Regions from separate parts of the Gossypium arboreum genome. Here region 2 is linked to region 1. The links are chromatin contacts, called in public Hi-C maps. All regions are on one chromosome and are shown on one strand. Each heading gives the region's core, a stretch centred on a gene start, on an enhancer-like site or on the middle of the called end of the contact. The rest is flanking DNA. Distances are from core to core; before and after follow the strand shown.

What was found. Hi-C and Micro-C count contacts between places; a contact is called where the count stands out from the background.
Region 2: a contact with region 1 is called in a Hi-C map of leaf, with 3 times the contacts expected there. The contact joins the promoter of LOC108472491 here to the enhancer-like site in region 1. A contact is called at or near these places in 2 of 5 Hi-C or Micro-C datasets (both in leaf).

The regions. Positions count from the first base shown.
Region 1 is chr5:3,293,054-3,296,733 of ASM2569848v2, forward strand. It overlaps LOC108473865 (dicer-like protein 4), which reads left to right. Exons shown (of 25, transcript XM_017775661.2): 23 at 1-94; 24 at 167-281; 25 at 422-943. The coding sequence ends at 572. Among protein-coding and RNA genes, the nearest start is that of LOC108471497, 6.4 kb to the right of the region's middle. Within about 2 kb of position 1,833, at least 2 of the 2 cell types and tissues checked have an H3K27ac peak or open chromatin away from gene starts, as enhancers often do. A contact at or near this core is called in leaf, where this site is marked.
Region 2 is chr5:3,337,483-3,341,162 of ASM2569848v2, forward strand. It overlaps LOC108472491 (60S ribosomal protein L39-3-like), which reads right to left and starts at 1,844. Exons shown (of 3, transcript XM_017774028.2): 1 at 1,695-1,844; 2 at 1,407-1,510; 3 at 1,056-1,281. The coding sequence starts at 1,697. The coding sequence ends at 1,233. It overlaps LOC108470891, which reads left to right and starts at 2,813. Exons shown (of 10, transcript XM_017772401.2): 1 at 2,813-3,205. The coding sequence starts at 3,130.

The sequences.
Region 1 (3,680 bases), core at 583-3,082:
GCAAGGGGTTCAGCCTCTGGTATTGAACCCAAAGGCACACCCCCCAATTGCTCCATTGTGGATCCTAGTTGTGGGATTGACTCGCCATCCAAAGGTAATTGATTCTTACACTTTTTGTGACTAGTCAGTGTGGAGCAATTATCTTATTTGTCTCTTAATTTCTCAGGTGAATCACATAGTCGTACTGCTAGATCACAGTTATACGAAATCTGTACTATCAATTGCTGGAAACCCCCTTTGTTTGAATGTTGCAAAGAGGAAGGACCAAGTCATTTGAGATCGTAAGTACACGATGCATATATACTAGAAAAGACAGCTGAAAAGTCTTCATTAGGACAGTTCGAAAAATCGGAACTTCAAACTACTTCCCTCTTACTTGAATAATTTTACTCAAATCCTATATATTCAAAATCTTTTGCAGATTCACTTACAGGGTAATAGTTGAAATCGAAGAAGCTCCAGATATGATATTGGAGTGCTTCAGCAGTCCTCGGACCACAAAGAAGGCAGCAGCCGAGCATGCAGCGGAAGGTGCGCTCTGGTATTTAAAACATGAAGGATACTTACAATAAGTCAACTTAACCGACTGAACCTCATTGCTAGACATAATGGAGATCAAGGTTTGAATTTAGTCATTTTGCTACCTCAGTTCAATGGCTCTAATCTCTCTCTTCATCCCCTATTTAATGAACTTAAAACCTGCATTTTCTCTAAAAATCGAATAAAGATGATTTAACAACAAAATTAAAATTTTGCTTCGAACTTGTTAACGTGGCATTTTTGGTATGTCCATGTATCCAACAGGGAACCCAATTTAATTCAATCCATGTATCTGGTGCTGTGTCATGAAAGTGTAAAGATTAAATTTATTAAGCTCGAGATAGAGGATTAAAGCTATTCAATTGAGACAATAAGATGATCGAATTTAGATTTCAAACTCAAATATGTTTGATGATGTCTATATTGATGGCTGTTAACTAAACTCGAACAATATCAAAATTTGATGTTGTCTTTTTTTCTTTTTCCTTTTCTTGGGCGTTTGTTAACTAAAACAAACTCGGACAAAGAAATTTGGATAATATGCATTTTAAGACACGTGGACAAAACTTGTTTGGTTTATTAGACAAAACTTCGATAATCTAAAAGTTAAAATTTTAATGTATCGATTTCAATCACACATCTACAAATTAAAAAAAAAAAAAGAAACATTATACAATCTAATATAAAAATATATTTTGATGCAAAATTATCAGCTTCGCCAGTGTCGTTCTCAATGGTGGCATCTCAAATCTAACATGATTCTAACATAGAATGATAACTGCTGATATGGGAAAAAATTAATTTAATAAAAATCACATTGAAAATGAATATTACTTGAGTAAAAAATAAAGACGAAAATAATCTCATTTTAAGAATGAGCTAATATCGAGGAGAAATAAGAACAAAGAGAAACATTTCGGCCATGCAATTCTTTGATGGGCACCATCTAATTTTATTCAGCGAACCGGTTAATCCAGATCCAATCTTTAGTCACGCGAGTTTTTCGCACGTGTGAGCCATTTCCCCGCCAAAACTCCATCACCTTCCCGCCGAAAGAGCCCAAATGATAATTAAACATCAAGGAAAAGGAAACGTCTCAGAAGGAGCGATTTCGCTTCTTCATTTCAGAGAGAGTGAAAATAAAAGATAATCGTAGTAGAAAAAAATGTCGGGATGGGACGAAGGAGGGGTGTACTACAGCAACCAGGCGCAGTTCACAGATGCCTCCTCGGAAGCGGAAGTGCCACCGCATCGGCCACTTCGAGTCGCCATTCCGTGCTCCCTAAATTCAAGGAGTTCATCAGAAACTTCGAGAAGGAGAAGAACGTGTTCCCTCACAGAGAAAGCCTCGTGGATAACCCTAAATTCCTAGTGGTCAATCTTGAAGACCTTCTCTCCTTCTATTCCGATCTCCCTTCCCTCCTTCGATCCTCTCCCTCCGACTATCTGCCTCTGGTAAAACACTCTTGCAAGTATTAATATCAATTCTATCAAAACATATTCTATTGCTTATTATTTTTAGTTATTAATAACCGTTTTAGTTTGAGCATGGTATTAAATTGCGAGCTGCAATATAGTGTAACGGCACCATTGTAACAGTTTTAAAGGTCTCCACGACTCAATATTGGCGCAAGGCAATAAGGGAATCGCATAACGACTTTTGCAGTTTGAAGCTGTTACTAACACCGTAATAAATTTTCAAATTATCCGAAATATAAAATCACATAGAAAAATCACTCAAATATTTTTAGACTTAGCAAAAAAGAAAAAATAATCTTAAATAATAATAAATATTTAACTTATGAAACATTCTTATTTGATCCTTGGAATATTATAAAAATGGTTTGATCATTGGAATATTTAACAAACTTCTAACATTATACTTACATTAAATCAACAAATTGCATGCCTATTATCACCTTTTTTTTAGCAGTGATTATCAGGTAAAGCTTTATTCTTAATGCAGATTATCCATCTCACTTTCAACAAAATTCAAGTTACGGACTTATTGGTTACCATTTACTATACCACATTTTTTTTATGAATGATACATCTTATGGTGCACACAATGTGATGCCTTTTTCACATGGAGTGAGAAGCGATCAAAACCAAGGCAGTGATGAAAACTTTTTCACAGAATTGTAAGAAATGAAGTTTTTATATTTGTATTTATGTATTTTTTAAATTATGTAAAATAAACTTTTTCGTGTTAGAATATGAGAATATTATATTCTTTTTCTAATGAGACTATTTATATTTTACTCATTAAAATTATGGTTGTTATTATCATTCAGTTAATATGATAATATTTGTATAATCCATATTTATTTTTAATGAATTTTTATCTATAAAATTATATTTTAGTTTTAAAATAAAACATATAAAAGAGTATATTAATATTAGAATACTAAAATATAGTTACAAAATATGTAAATATAATATTTTACAAGAGTCCGCATCATCTCAAATCAAGAATAATAATCGCAATCGCGATAGACATTGCAACCGCAATTTAGTACTATGAGTTTGAGATTGCGGCTGTAGAGGTTTTAGCGGGTTTGAAGATGAAAGTAGCGAGACATTCGGGTGAAATGGTGGAGCCGCAGACGGGCGAGGTTTAGATTTTACTTACATCAAAGGAATATCCAGTTTCTATGTGTTCATTTGGGGTAATTGTTTGTGTTAAAAACAGTCTATTTCGATTATATTTTCACAAGAAATTATATAAATATTTATACACATAGTGAGCCTAACTTAGGAAACTTTACACTAGGAAATGAGACTAATTCTAGGGATGCTTGTACCTAAAAACAAATTTTAAAGTTAGGGATGAAATATTTATAGAATCCTATTTGATACACTCAAATATTCCTTAATTAGAAAACGAGATCGACACTCCCCTCAAGTCGGGAAGTAGATATCATCCATTCTCACTTGCTTACTAATTTCTGAAACAACTTCCCAGACAATCCTTTCGTAAGTATGTCTGCTAGTTGACTATTAGCGGACACAAATGGAGTGCAAATTAAGCCATAGTCCAGTTTTTCCTTTATAAAATGTCTGTCAACCTTAACGTGCTTCGTTCGATCATGTTGAACTGGATTATGTGTAATATTGATAGTAGACTTATTATCGCAATA
Region 2 (3,680 bases), core at 594-3,093, 44 kb after region 1:
CAAGGGCGCACACGCTGGTGCTCACACTTAGCAGGAAGCTGGGTAGCAGACAAATCTTTTCTATACGACCCATTTAAGCAAACGAATAAATTACTTTTCCTTCCATATAAGTGCAATTCAAGTATTATTACCTCCAATTATCATAACTGCAATTCAAGTATTTACATTGGTAACCAAGGTCATCATGTAAAATTTACTTTTCCTTCCATAAAAGTGCACTCTGTTCCTCAAAAACATCATAAACACACAAGCCATCAATCGACTGTAACCATCATAATCGTCCCTATCATGTAGAGACCATTACAACCCACCTCCGTAGTTCCAATTCATTACTTGTTGCCTTGTACGCTAGTTTATTAACTCTTCATTTCCACAACACCTGCGGACCATATTAACGTTAAACCTTTCCTAATCAAATAATTCCCTCAAAATCATTTTCCATGTCAAACTACCTAAATAATCTCCCCATCTAGAAACAACAATGCATACAAGGCATCAATCTCTTCCTTTCTAAACTGAAGTCTTGTGTCTTTTCATGACCAGACCCAACCCGCTTAACCACATCATGAGACAAAAACCAAAATTATCCTGTTTTGGTACCCACGAATCCCTCAAGGTTTTATTACCTTCATATTCGCTTACAAATCCTCAAACTCCCCAAGAGAGCTGTGGGCGCCAAAAAGGACAATTTTGGTTTGCATCTCACAACACAGCTCAGTAGGCTGGGTCAGGTCATTACAAGTTTACCCTATATATTGTCTCTAATAGTTAATCTTACCACCAACAGATTTTTTAGCTAGCATGTGATATGATCAACATTGCCCTCCAGAACTCAATACAACAAGGCATGCCACTCAAAATTCTGCCTTAAAGAAAAACCATATTACCTAACCATTTCAAGAGCATTAGTTCATAATACCACAATGGTTCAGTTAAAATAAAGTAAAAATTTTGATAAAGCCACCCTCAAGCATATAGCAATCATGCAGGTGAGAATTGTTTAACATATAAGGTAAATTAAAGCAATTACCAAAGGAAAATTCAACACCATGCACTCAAATTAAGATGAGATAATATAAAATCAAACTAAAACGAAGAAACTAACAATCTCATCAAAATCTCTAATACAAAGATTCTCGATGGTTCCCAATATTAAATCCCAAATAAAATAATTCCGAAAATAAACTTAGAAAACTTAAAGAAAATACTGGAAACAAATAAGCCCATCGAACTTAGAACCCTAGCTTGGTACGGCGCCAGTGCCTACGCTTAGCATTGTACCTTCAATCAAAGAACAAAAATTTGAAAAAAAAAAATCAATAAATAATCTGAATAAACCTTAAAAGTGAGACAAAAACATAAACTTGTAAGCATGTTTGAGCAAAAAAAATGAAGCAAATATAGACCTAATGGTGTTGTCGGTGCGCATTCGGATCCAGTAAGGAATGGGCCTGTTTTGCCTCATCTTCTTGGCCAGCTTCTTCTTGATCATGAAGGTCTTGTGCGAAGGCTGTCAAATTAAACCTTTCAAAATTAAGACTCAACTGTTCTTTGCACATACATATATTTTTATAACCAAACATTTTTGCAAGGGGAAAATGAAAGCAAGAACCACAGCAATTAAAGCTTAAAAATGAATAGCACAACTATTTTCTAACGTAAGGAAGAAAGGAAGGTAGGGGGAGCGCGATTACCATTTTCGGCACTTCAGCTGTTGAGAGGGATGCGGCACTAAGGTTCTCAAGCTGCTGGGTGAAGCTTTTAAAACAGGAAGCGTGAAAAACCTACCAAATTTGCACTGAATCTGGGATTTCTAGGGTTTACCTTGTTGGGCCATACGTGGACTATGACTTTGGGAATGTTGACTTTTTTTTTACTTTTGGACCAAATGATTCTGGGATTTGAGCTCCAGTGGATCACTTCTTTTCATCGTTTGGGCCTTCTCCAATTTTCATTTTTAGTTTTTCTTAATTTTGAATTTTATTTTCATCTTTTTATTAATTCAAGAAAATTTATATACGTATTCATTTAATAACTCTTTTAAAAATATACATTATTTTTATTTGAGACCTAGTTGTGGAATAAAATTATACACTAATTTAAAGGCTGAAGATCAATGGTAGATTAAAAATTAAAAAAATCAATTTTCGTTGTTAAGGGTAGAGTAATTTAAAGGCTGAGTTACTCATTTAATTCAATGTTTAATAATTTAAAAGTAATTATTTGAAAAATATTAATTTAAATTGAAAATTTAGGTGCAGAAAAATTAATTATTAAATTTTTACTTATTAAATTTTATATGTTTTGAATTTTTATTGAAAATTTGTTTGGTAAATTAATAAATATATGTATTGAATATAGTTGTTTGATAAAAGTAAATATTATTTTTTTAAAATTAATTATTATTTAATTTTAATCTTATTAATATGATATTTTGTATTATTTTTTCTACAGTTTTGGACGAAAGATAAATATATTTATTTGAATATTTTATTTTTATAAAGGGATAATTTATCTTTTTAATGAAATAAAATTAAATATTTATTAATGTAGAAAATATGATTCTTCACTCTCAATTATAAAAGAAAAATTGAACATGACTTATTGCATGTAGCAAAACTCGCGTGGCGTACAAAAGTCCGCGTCACATTTTCATGTATTCTGTGTTATTTTTTATTTTTTATAAAATTTAAATTATTTATTTATGTATATTTTTTAATTAGATAGTTATATCTATAAAATAATTTATCACTCCATTAAATATACAGCCTAATTAGTATTTAATAAAAAACATTCTAATTACAAATAGTAATTTCCTTTCTCCGAAGTTCAAAAACTTAACCTCCACTCGCAGCGGATAGTCGCGTGGCGCATGCAAAAGTCTCTCTATTTCGATCTTAACTACTACTTATTAATATCTTTCTATCTCAAAAGCTACTCCAATTATATCTCTATCTCTATCTTGTGTTAGTCTGTTGTGTTAGTACAGTCTCGCTGCCTCTCTCTAAATATCATTGGATCTAGGGTTCTGGGTTTCTTTTTCCGCTTCAGTCAATTGGTCATTGGCCATCAAATCGAGTGGGTGTGGTTGTTCCATCATTGGCTTCAGTCCGATCTCTTTTGTCACCAATGCCTCCTCGCGCATCTAAGCGAAAATCTGCCCCACCCAATTCCTCATCCGTCACATCATCCGACGGTCGTTCTGGTACATCCCTCTCCTTTTCTTATTTTATTTTTTCCCTTAAAAAAAGTGATTTTTATGTGTTTTATTGTTTGGTAACCGAGAAAGCGCGGGAAAAAGATCAATGAAAGTAAAAGAATTTAAGCGAAAATCGTACAATACCCGATTATTTCTTAACAGTAGTCATTGTTATTTACTCTCTTTTATTTTATTTTGGTTTGTCGGTGTGTGAATGACGACTGCTCCACTCAGATTAGCTTCTCAGAAACCGTGGGAAAAGAGAATACGTTAAATTGATGAATTGTGCATTAACTATTTTTTAATCATCTTCTGTTAAATCTTATCCTTTTTTAGGCTAGGAAGCTTCTTAGGATACAGTCTAAATCAATCGATGGCAATATAAATCTGATTCGTTCTTTGATTGAATTATTGAACATATCTCCTGGGATTTATCAATATTATAATTAATATTACAGGTCCTTTTTCACAGCAATACTCA